2 separate regions of the Drosophila melanogaster genome follow, and region 1 is linked to region 2. Evidence: chromatin contacts called from public Hi-C data. All regions are on one chromosome and are shown on one strand. Each heading gives the region's core, a stretch centred on a gene start, on an enhancer-like site or on the middle of the called end of the contact. The rest is flanking DNA. Distances are from core to core; before and after follow the strand shown. Region 1 holds the start of Rab5 (Rab5,). Region 2 holds the start of aop (anterior open).

Region 1 (6,194 bases), core at 1,423-3,922, 190 kb before region 2:
AGTACGCGGATGTTGAGCCAGCCGTTCCCACCGGGGAATAGCCAATGGTCTGTTGGGATGGTTGCTGCTGTTGCGGCTGCAGATGTCCTCCCTGGACGCCTTGAACCGAACCCTGTCGCTGCTCGAGATCCAACCGCATCACCGTGTGGATATAGTGGGTTCGCACCCTCGTGGGATTGAACTCTACCCGGCCAACTGTGTTGCCACAAGCTTCGCGAGTACATCCGCAAGGAAACATGGCTCGATCTACTTGACATTTAATGCCCGCCTGGCTGCAGGCACAAGTCTCCGGATCGCAAAACTCTCTGCAGGAGCAGCCGCACACTTCCCGGGAGTTTCTGATATCGCGGCATTCGCTCTTCTCGCTGGCATCAATTTTGCGCACGCCCGCCGCTTTCAGCAGTGCCCTTCTCTGCTTGGGCGTCACCGGCTGTAGGAAGCCATTGGAACCGTCTTCGGCATCGGAGCCACTACCCTCGCTTAGGTAATCCTCCTCGGACTCCTCGCTGTCGTCACTGCTGGAACCCCGAGGCTGGAGTTCTTGGTTCTGGCTGCGATGTGCCCGCCTCAACTCCGCTGCGTGCTCGGCCAGGGTCATCGTCTTAAAACCTACATGCCTTGCACCCATGCCCAAGGTGCATCCGCCCGCCGTTGGTACACAACTGAAGCCCTGTTGTCGTGGGAAGTAGAACACCTTCACCTCGTCAAAGTTGATGGAGCGCTTAGTCCGCTTCTGGGGGGCTACTGGAGGGGCAGACATGTCGGGCACCAGATCTATAGCATCGCTTTCCGAATCTTCGAGTCTCCGTTTAAGGTTGGACCTTATGGGCTTCGTTTCCACCTTTTTCTGGATTTCCGGCTCGGCTTCTTTCTCCGCCTGATCCTTGAGTAACGCGGAGGTTTCACTTCCTAAACCAGAATCAGACCCACCATCTCTAAGCTCATCCTCTTTCGGTTTGGCTGGCTGGGCAGGCTCCAATGATGCTTGGTTGTTGGACACCACCTCCGCTGATCTGGTGGCCATTTCCGTCTCATTGTTCAACTTCAGCCAAAGAAGTTCTCCACTGGTGTCGACCTCCTCGTTTGTGGTGACCGACGCGGAGTCAAGAATGTTGTCAATTGCCAGTGGGTCCTCGGAGACTGCGTCGGAAGCTATTGAAGAGTTAAGATCCGCATCGCCTAGTACGATTATCTCATTATTAGGATAGTTCTCCAGCTCAAGGAACTGCTCCTCTAGTTCGGTGTCCGCCGGGCCGTGAGCAAAGTCCGCCAGTTCATCATCGAGCTGCTCAAGCGGCATGGGTAGGGAAGCCAACGCCTTGGCTTTCGCTGCGTGCACCTTGCTGGCGTCAATTATGGAGGTTTTGATCTGCCTCTCGATGTCGTCGTCGTCATCGTCCAGGTGGGGAAATATTTGCAGCTGATGCTGCCGCTCCTCCGGTTCGCTCTGATTATCCTTGTGATCCAGATGCCGCTGATCCTTCCTTTCGCCTTCGTCGTGGGCAGTTAGGCTGGTGGTCCCCTCCCTTTGGCCGGCGGCCTTGTTTCCTGATGGGCTAAACATATTGGAGCCGCTCGCATTTTTTTGTATGTACGTAAATATTTTTTTTATAGGACTAAACATGCTATCCGTGTCGAGGTCCCTAGATCATTGAGTGTCCTTTGGTCATCTGCAAGAAAGTAGGAGGAAATGGTTTTACATAATGTTGCTTGGAAATTTCCTTCGCAGGTAGCGAAAACGTATAGATCAGGTGTGTATGTACAGTGTCCATTCGAGAGGGAGAACTGCCGGGAATGCGAAACTTTATTTCTGAGTAAATTAATTACACCTGTTTACGTTTCGTAAGAGCCCCTGACCAGGTCCTAGATCCAACAAACAAATTGCCAAAAGCCTAATGAGTGTACCTTTTACAACTTGTGTAAATATTTAGAAATATTAATTTAGCTCAAGTATTAATTTTACTGCTCGCAAGAAATCAATTGTTTTCTGTGTACGTGTAATGGTTTAAAAATATATATCTTTCGCTTTAATGTTCCGCTCACTTGTATGTTCGCTTTTTCGAATGAGCACTGTGCTTGGATGGGTGTGCGTGTGCAGAATCCTTTGAAATCCTGGATCCCCGAGAATTTCGCACGCTAGAAAGGAGACCACCCGAAAAGTAGACATACCGCTAACCAAAATCAATATTGATTAGCTTCTTTTTTTGGGGGCCCACCTTTGCGCTTATATTTTCGCAGCCAAGCCAACGGCCGGACTCGCAAGATCGGTGGGATTTATCCTTTTTGCAATTTGCGTTGCAGCTGCGATAAAAAACTGAGAGCGAGAGAGATGACGAAAGACGCAACTGTGTGCGTGTGTTTGTGCAAGTCTGTGCGAGTGTGTGCGTGAAGGAGGCGAATCAGGACACAAAGGTCGGTATTCTTTTATTAACACAATCACTTTACTATGCGCCTGGCAACGCCCAAAATTATGATTTATTTTTTAAAACTCATTTCGCACTTCCGTAAACTTTTTCTTAATTTTTCACTTCTTCTTTTCTCGCAATGTTATTACTTCTTCTATTCAGTGTGCCCGTCGCTGGACCCCTGCAACATGACAACAGTCCTGCACCGATCCAAATGTACTTAAAAATACCAGGCAAAAATTGATAAAAGTGTATACGATAGAGCGTGATAGATAAATGTGACTCACTAGTAGATGGTGCGTGTATTTGCTAAGAAATAATTCAGAAGAAAAATTAAAACAAATTCACCAATGGAGCCGGTTCCTGCAAGCTCATTGATTACATAAATTCATAGTAAGACAATTATTATGTAAAATATACCCGTTTTACGATTCATTAGTTGACTCGTGCAGCAAAGAAATATGTTTTGTATATTCACGGTAAGAAATGTTTATATTAAAATTTTATTTATATTGTGTAATATGTTGGTCCCACTAATCGATAGAAATATGTATCGTTGGTTGGAGCCTCTGCTAACGAGCAGAGCTTAGGATATGTTTGGCATATTCCAACAGTCGTCCTGCGGTCACACATAAAATTCCAAGAAAGTTGTAAGTTAAGTTTACTAATAAACCAGGCGATAATTTCGCTAGCCATTAGCAAGGCAAGGAAGCTAAAAAAGACAAAAATCTTTGGCAAATCAATGGTGACGTCGCCCAGGAAGTTAATCGACAAAAACACGACCTGCGACGCGACGATAATTTTGCGAGAGGCGAGTCAGTCGCTATCTATCTCCCTCTGCGCTCGTTTCGTTTCGTTTCTTGGGGCTGTTTTGGGGCACACAATTGAAAGGAAAAAACGTAAATGCAAATGGTCAACTGGTCTCCAAGTGCCGCGTTTAGAAGAGTGCGTAATTCGGCGGAAAGTCGAGTGCTTTTGCGTTGTTGTTTTCGCTCACCCCTCGTAATTAATTAAGAAAGTTGTGTAAAATTTTTTCGCCCCGTCCGCCATAGTGCGAGTGTAAGAGCGAGCGCGATAGATGGCCCTGAATTTTGGGTGCGTTGCCCATGAGAGTGGGCGCTAGAGCGAGACGGCCGTACGACCTGCTCCAAGTGCAGCGTGCACAGTGGGTCGCAAGGCCTAAGATAGTTCACGAATCTAATTGTGAAGAGATAAAGAACACTGCAGGTGCACTCTGGTATGGAGTAAAGCTGGCAAAATCGGATCTTGGCCCGCATTATCACCCAATTTATCAGCGCTTTACACGCCAAAACGGATCAAAAATCGCGGTTCTTTGTTCCGCCTGTTTTGCGTCTTTAGTTATGAGAGAGAGTGTGGGTGTGTGGTGTGTGTGTATTTATCGGCAATCCGTTCCCTTATCGTGCAAGTTTCTCAAAGAACTGTCTTTGTCTCTGATGTTTCTATAAAGCCCAAATGTAAACAAAAACGCATCCTTCTATTTGTTTATTCTAGACCTTTTCGCTCGCTTTGCAAATGGAAGACCCGCATTTGTCAAGCTATACATATTTACGGAGTGATGTGTGGTGTGACAGTAAATATAACGCTAATTGTATTCTCCGTTTTCTAGACGTGCTTCAAATATGCGTGCTGAGAAAATTGCACTTGTTGACTTTTCGAGTGAGGCAATTCCACAGTCAAGCTCACGTGAATAGGGCCATGTTGATATAATGAAAATGTTTTAAGTTTCCAAAGGTGGATTTAAAACTTAATTCATGCTTAAAATTAAGCACAAGCTATGTGGACGTTCTTCTTTATTTCATATTTATATTAAATATCTTTAAAATCTAACATAAGATTTGTAACTTAATTCCACGTATTACAGCTATTTGATTGATAAAGGCTGTGGCTACGTATGGTTGTTGTTCTCGCTCTCATTCTCTTTTTTGATTCACTTGCATTTGTATTAGTCGCGTGAATGACGCATCGTCAGCTGTTCTAAAAGAACCGTAATTTCCTGAACGTTGTTTTATATTTTATTGAATTTTCCGCAGACGGGCGCGAAAGTCACTCCTGTTGTCCAAGTGACTTTAAAGTTTAATAAACCGCATTAATTACGGTTCGAATTAAAATTAGCGGTGAGTTATTTACTGACAGCTGTCCGCTTCTCAAGGAAAATTTTGCATTGGCTTAGTGAGACACACTGCTTGTTTTAATTAAATTTAAAGTGCAGTTTTCGTTTTGGCTTAGACGCAAAAAACAGCAAAATACGTCATTCGCTGGATAATGAAAAGTAATTGTAGGCGAAATTTCTTTATCGCAATGAGAGTGCGGTTTTCGAAAAGAGAGACCAAGTTGTCGGCTTCTGTATGTGTGTGTGACTGTGCACTTGGCTCCAAAGTCTCCGGGAAAAAAACAATTGAATGATCGGAAGGGAGGGGGAGAAACAAACAATTGTTGACTGACTGCATTTTTAATGGCAAAGAGAGGGCCTGCATATTTCGCTCTCTCCCTCATTCCTTGTTAATTTAATAACGCCGCACAGCGTACATGTTTGTCACGCTTTTACTTTCTCCACGTCTCCCCGTTAATTTATTTTGCATTGATTTTTATCACAGCTTCCGCCCTCACTCTGTGAATTCTCTTCGCTCTGCGCTCACTTCTCTCCACAAAGTAAACAAGACTCGTGTAGAATTCCATACCCCGATCTTCGTAGATTTATCTCCACTGTACAGTCTGGCTTCAATGTGTTAATTAATTTCTGTCGGAATTCTGAGATTCCCGTCGTCGGTCATAAAAACGAAAAGCATGTGAACGATACTTTGTGAAGATTTGAAAACGACTTTAGCTTAGTTAATATATGCAACAGTAAATATTTTTAAACAATTTTAATGATTACTCTCTGTTTAAAACGATATCTTGTTTCGGGATCAACGTATCTGTGGGACATCGGTAAAAGTGTAGTGGCCAATGGGGCGTATGATTCATAAAAGTGGCACTGATAACAAAAATACTGTGAATGCCACACGCATTACCGCTGAATAATGCGAGGCGTCCTCTGTGTTATGTACTATTATACACATATGTACACAAATTCACCCGCCCTCGAAATATTTTCCACCAGAAAGTGTGTGAATTATCAATTGCGCGGTAGCCCCTAGAGGAGCTGCAATAAATATCTTTTACGATAACTTAGATTTCCCGCACAAGGGACCGATAAGAATGTTGTAGTTTCGATTACTTGTAAACCCCTTATCTGCCACGAAGAAAGGGAAAAACAATAATTGCGCCTAGAAAGCGCATATAAGGTTTCCCCTTTGTGTTTGCCAAAGTATTTTTAGTTGTTGATGGATTTGTATTTGCACATGTAATTAAGAATGTTTGTGTTTGTGGATGTTTGAAGCAGTCACGCAAGGAATTTTCTAAACACAACTCATAACATTGAACATCTAATCGTGGAACAATTGCTTTCACTGATTTTCCTATCACAAGCTTATCAGTACTATTATGTTGCCAAGTGACACAAATAGTAATGATATGTTTTCGGATGTGTAACACTTATAAATATAAATATAAATAAACTAATATAAGCTCTAATGTGAGTTTTTGTAGGGCGTACTGCTTTCAATTTCAATTGAATTTATCAGTGACCATTGGCAGACGCTTCCCTTTTCCTCTGTTTCATTTACTGATGGAAAACGTCGGCTTTTTGTGCATATTCTCGGATATGTACATATTGAACTGGGCTTGTCGACGGCGTCATTAAACAAACAAAGGCGCCACACAATCATC
Region 2 (5,738 bases), core at 3,099-5,598:
GAGCGCATTTTCCAAGCTGCAGCTCAGTTGTGAGATGTGATGTGCGTGCACCATCCTCTATCTCCATCCTAGTTCTTCCTCCGGCTGCACAGACGAGGTCGTCGAAATAGGTCAGCACAGAAAGAAATGCTGCAGATCGCTTTCGAATCTCCGGCATGCAATCCCAATTCACATAAGTAACTGCTAAGCTGGGAAAAGTTAAAATATCTTGAATACTTAACCTTGATCGTGGTTCTAAGTTTGCATCCGAGACTATAGATTCCTTCTCTAATTTTCGAGCTCTGCCTGCAGGGCTCAGCTGATGATGATGATGATGAGGCCCCTTTTCATCTCGCTTAGTGCATGCGTGTGTGTGCGGCGATTATTTAATTGATAAAGATTTCCACATTCCAGCGATGCCCGGGGGAAGCCAAATAGTGAGCATGGGGGAGCTCTGTCTGGGCTTATCCTGTCGCACAGGATCGAATCGCCGAGCTCATATCGAATCTCCGTTGCACAATGCCCTCCACTTCGATGTACATATGTACTCCGATTCACCCCGACCACGTAACCAGCTGAACCATCTGAAACATCCAGGAGTGCACTGAAATCTAATATGCTTGTTTTCATTGCTAAGATACTTTTCCTCTATACAAACTTTATGAACTATATCAAATAATTGGAATATGCAGAAGTGCATAGAATTTTTCTCCATGTACGTTTGGTACTTCGACATCCATCGGGAAACATGAAACCCGAAACCTTTCACCGTCATTTGCACTGCGTTCTTGTGGTAAGGTGCCCTCGACACGCACACTCTGCCAGATGCACACATGCACACCATCGCATGGCGGCACCAACACACTGATAGGGCAAGGAGTGGCTCAACCTGCCAACACTTGTGGATTGCTTCGATCTGCGATCACTTTTTCATCCCTTAAGTGCACACTTGGGATTTCATACCCAGTCGAAGTTGGGGTATATATATTTGGTAGCTTTCTTCAGCAGTGTTTCTGTTTTCCATTGCATACGGTATACTATAGTCGATCATCGTGCCACCACTGAGCCCCTCCATCAGCTTGGCCGTTCTGCTTGGCTGCGCTCCGTTTGGGCGCTAAATTGGAACGATTCTGGGCTGCCATAATCCTGGCCAGCAAAGCAAACGTCGCCAGAGATCGATATTTGAGCACTGGATGGATTCAGGCCAGGGTTCGTCGATTCGATCAGTTTTCCGCTTTCGGTCTTTGTTCTTCGCTCGGCACTCTCTTCCTCAGCTGCGAGCTCAGACATTCGGATTCGGGCAGGTTTCCCACGGTCTCTTCTTTCCTCTGTGCTGGGTGCACATTTCATATCCTGCAGACGCACAACTGCCGCGGCAGAGTCCTTAATGCGTGCGATGGCGGCAAAAATCTTACAATTACCCATTGTTGCCCGAGGGGAATGTGTAACAATTAGGCCAGGACTCGGATTCAGGTCGAGGATCACTGCACAGGATCTCTGCGTAATATCCTTTTCAGCCGAAATCCAAGTAGAACACAATTCAATTGAGTTTGGGCAAAGTGTAACGAAAAGGATCCGTTGCTATTGCGTCTTCCTCGTCCTTTATTTACCTAATCCTGAAAAATTACCAAATGTTATGTGGGTGGTTTTCGAGGACGATCCCCTTTGGATCAGCTTCTGCGGGGTTGGGAAAGGTGTGTGCTGGATCTTAGTAATGATGTGTAATAACGAAGGAAATAATGCGTTCTTTTCTAGGAAACTAATTGGACAATCTGTAAAAATTCCTTGTGGAATAATGGTTTATTTTCACTTTCGTTGCTTGCATTCATTTTTTTTTTAATGCAGTAAAGGGTATTCATTAGCTAGAGAATTACTATGATATCAAACTGAAAGGATTACATCTGCTTTAGATACATACGCTCCAGACAGGCGCATTCGTTTGTTCCTGGGTCACCTGCCGCACACCTCCACCGAATCCCCAATCGCCACCCCCTTCTGCACCACCACCACCCCCTGCTGTTTAGTAAGTTTAGTAATTGGCAAATTACCAGCAACAAATAAATAAAAGGGGACGAAAAGCAAAGAACAAGAAGCGAGGCGCGTCTGGAAATACTTCCGCATCGGGAGGCGACTTTGTCGGGTCTGCGACCAGACTTATTTATAGATCTGGGACTATACCATATAGTGCAGGGCATATATCAAATCGCTGGCTGTCTGGCGGACCTCTGCTACTATATGTACACATACATATGTATGTGACCATGTGTGCCGTGCTTACATATGTGCGGCCATATCTGTGTTTTGGTGTCTGATTCTAGAGCACAAGTGGATGCCACTTGGCTGCCGCTGCCTCCGCCTCTGGACATTGGCATTCTATTTTAATGAATTATCTGCACTTAGGCATCGAACTAAGAACTAACAACTAAGAACTAAGAGCTGCGACTATAGCGATCACCCGACAAGTCGGATGGATCTGAATGGAGTGGGAGGTGGCGCAGCAGAGGCGTACTGGTTGCATTGCAATGGCGAAATACAGATGTACAAACGCTGATTGGCTCAATTGGACGACTATTTGAACTCTGACCCCTGTGCGATCCTCATCGGCAGCTCTGCCCCTTCCGCCCCGTCCTCCTCCTCCGCCAGCCACCCTTTCACCCTGGAATTTCCCGATGGGCGACGCACCATGACCGAAGCTACTAATTTGGGCCAGTGATCGTCGCTGCGGCGATCACTTGGAAACGTCGTCATCGCCATCGCAGCTATCGACGGAAAAGATAGCACTTGAAAAAAATATCTCTATTATATTTCTTAATTAGAGTCACAATCTAAAAGTTCTTTAATGTTTCATATCACGAGGCTTACTCGCTAAACTATTTATAGCCATAAAAATACATGTTACTATTTATTACTTACCTAAATGCCCATTAATCTAGATTTTCTTTCAGTGCATACCCACGGAACTGAGCAGGGGCGTGCAGGGCGTGGGCGGGGTCGTCCGGCTGGTCGCCGTTTATGGGCATTTGACTTGAAATGTCAACGTAAACGTTGCTCGTTGCTCGGGGAGAAACTGGTTAGCCAACTGAGGCGACTGGAGACCCCAAAGCGGATGCAGTGCAACTGAGCGCATCTTCAGGCCCACCGACCGACCGACCAACCGACCGTCCAAGCAACCTGACGAGGAACCCCAGCCCCGCCCCCTTTCCAAAGAGATTTTCCGTCGCAGCCGAGCGGAAATGTTCCAACAATTTATAATTAAAGATTGCCAACTGGTTTCCATGAAGATCCAAGATTTATGGGATCGAAAACACCTATCAGCTAGCACCTCCAAACATTTTGTATTACAATAGAGCGCTTTTCCCAGGCGCGTGGCGCTTATTTCATTTTCGGCCAGGGGGTCGTATTCATAATTATTTCAAATGCTTGAGAGCATTATCGCACACTGATTAGAGTTCACGGAATTGTCTTATCTATGGTTTATGTGCAAAAAGCTCGCCAATAGTCACAATTGACAGCTAATGGGTATGGCATGCTCGATCATTTCAAGTTTCCAGTCACAATAGGTGTGTATGTTATCTAGTGAGAGAACGATCCCTTGGTATTTCGGCGCCCATGCTTCTGGTATCAGCATGAATCGTTTGTTTAAACTTTATCTTCTATTGATTAACAACTAAATCGAGCGCCCCACGCGAATTCGACGCCGCCCACAGACAGCGGTTGCCTATTGAGTTGTTTCGTAGTAAACTTTGGTGGGTTTTAAATTATTTAAATTATTACCTCTGCGAGCTGTTGCTTCTTTCGTTGCCAAGGAAGTGGATGGTGGATCTGTAAATGTTTACGCGCCTAATGATTTGTTTGTGGTCTTTGCACACACTCCTACTTCTCAGAGTATAATAACATAATCGAGATTATTATGGCAATTGTGGGGAATCTGGGAATTTTAAAAAATTACGAACATAAAATACGTATGTTAATTGAGATTATTGTGAAATTATTCCGGAATTGGAATTGGAATTTTGTGGCGCATGCAAGTCTCTCAAGCTCTGATATAAGATTGTTTATAAATATTGAAATATAATGAGCAGCTCAGGGGTGTCTTTCAATCGTTAAAACTTTAACTCATATAAGACTGGCGCATCAAAGCTTCACTGTACCTCAAAATATAGGTCCGATTTAAGATATAAATCTTGGACGCTAAAACGGATACGGATCAAAGCGCGACTTCCTTAAAAAATTATCTTATTTTCGTATTCTTCACCAGTTCTTTTTGAATTGTTTTTGCTGTATGTCGCTCTCTTTGCTTCTCTTTCTCTTTCGATTCTCTCTCCGCATGCGCCGACTTGTTCATGTTCGCCGCCTGTTCGAATCGAATCGGCAGTCAAAAAGAAACTGCCGTGCTGGGCGGACGTGTAGAAGAGTCGCTCCTGAAAGCAACTAGACATTCTGCTGTAAATGGCAAACTAATATGTTTTAAATTGATTAATTCACAATTAATAGAATTTAATTCGTGCGCGGCGTTGAGGAAATAAACGGTTCTTCTTAACTCGGTGTGTGTTTACATTGCCCGGTGTGTGTGTGCGCGAAACGGAAATAAAAAATAAACAAGAGCGACAGCAACAACGCCAACAACAACAGCAACATCAGCGAGAGCAAAGCAACGCAACAAGAAGTGCAAGCAAAAGTGAAAAGGAAGACGAAAGAGGAAATGCCAAAGTACAACAACAAATACACGAACAAAACGCCAGAGTGCAAGTGCATCGCGTGAGTGTCTTACAGTGTGCGTGTGCGTTTGTGTGCCCGCGTCTGCCTGTGTGTGCGTGCTGCTGAGGCGGCGGCGGAAGTAAAAACGCTTGACTTCGCCTTCTTCTTATTCATTTGCTCCGCTTTACGGCTGGCATTTGTCGCAGAACGAAGCGAAAACAAAAACAAAAACAGAGAGCCTGGATTAGCCCCAAAAGCACACAACCACCGCCCACGCGGCGCCCCTCACCAAAAGGAAACAGCAACACAAACAACAATGGCAACTTGGCGCGACGCCCTCTTCGTCATCAGCAGATAACAACAAGAACAACATCGAATTAACAGAAACAAAACCAAAAACAAAAATAAAACAAGAAAGCGAAGCAAAAGCTAAAGCATTCTGGGATCTGGACATATCCGCTTCCGCGTTGCTTCTGTCGCTAAAAAGCTCAAGAATCGAATCCGAAGCCCAACGCAAACAGACAAATTCACTCACTCACCTTACAGTACGTAACCACAGTGCACAGTGGAGCAAACAGGTGAGAATTTTGATAATTTGTATACTTTTTGTTGTGAACTGTTAAATTAACCATTGTCAAAATAGTAGCAGAAAAGAGTGTCAAAAATAAAAACATTTTTTCTCAATATGTAAGCACAATGGTTTTTATATCTGGAGTTCTTTTATATTCGTAATCGTGCAAGAATCGGTGTTTACAGACATTACCCCTGTATCACTCCATTGCCGTCGTTGCTTTTTTTTACGAATTGGTTAAAACACCATCTTTTGGTACATGTATTTCCCATAACTACGTCACAATGGTCATGGAAACAGAAAAGTGTCTTGTCTGAGCAGCTGATAAATAATTGCTCCACCTTAATCTGGCTTTGGTTATCTGCTGCATATGACTTCCCCACTTCGCTCCACCCGACGTCTTACAATGTCTGAGTTTTGGTCTCTGGTTGAGGTCAACAATTTGTCGGATCTACACGTGTAAACAGATAACTTGGGCTATATTTGGTTC

What was found. Hi-C and Micro-C count contacts between places; a contact is called where the count stands out from the background.
Region 1: a Hi-C map of the Kc167 cell line shows a contact between it and region 2, with 4 times the contacts expected there. The contact joins the promoter of Rab5 here to the promoter of aop in region 2. A contact is called at or near these places in 3 of 107 Hi-C or Micro-C datasets (the Kc167 cell line, the OSC cell line and the S2 cell line).

Annotation. Positions count from the first base shown.
Region 1 is chr2L:2,361,751-2,367,944 of dm6, reverse strand. It overlaps Rab5 (Rab5,), which reads left to right and starts at 2,672. Exons shown (of 6, transcript NM_164476.2): 1 at 2,672-2,884. Axud1 (AXIN1 up-regulated 1) reads right to left here and starts at 2,600. Exons shown (of 3, transcript NM_164480.2): 1 at 2,555-2,600; 2 at 1-1,670. The coding sequence starts at 1,624.
Region 2 is chr2L:2,177,364-2,183,101 of dm6, reverse strand. It overlaps aop (anterior open), which reads left to right and starts at 4,348. Exons shown (of 4, transcript NM_078731.3): 1 at 4,348-5,255. lncRNA:CR43751 (long non-coding RNA:CR43751) reads right to left here and starts at 1,140. Exons shown (of 2, transcript NR_073692.1): 1 at 1-1,140.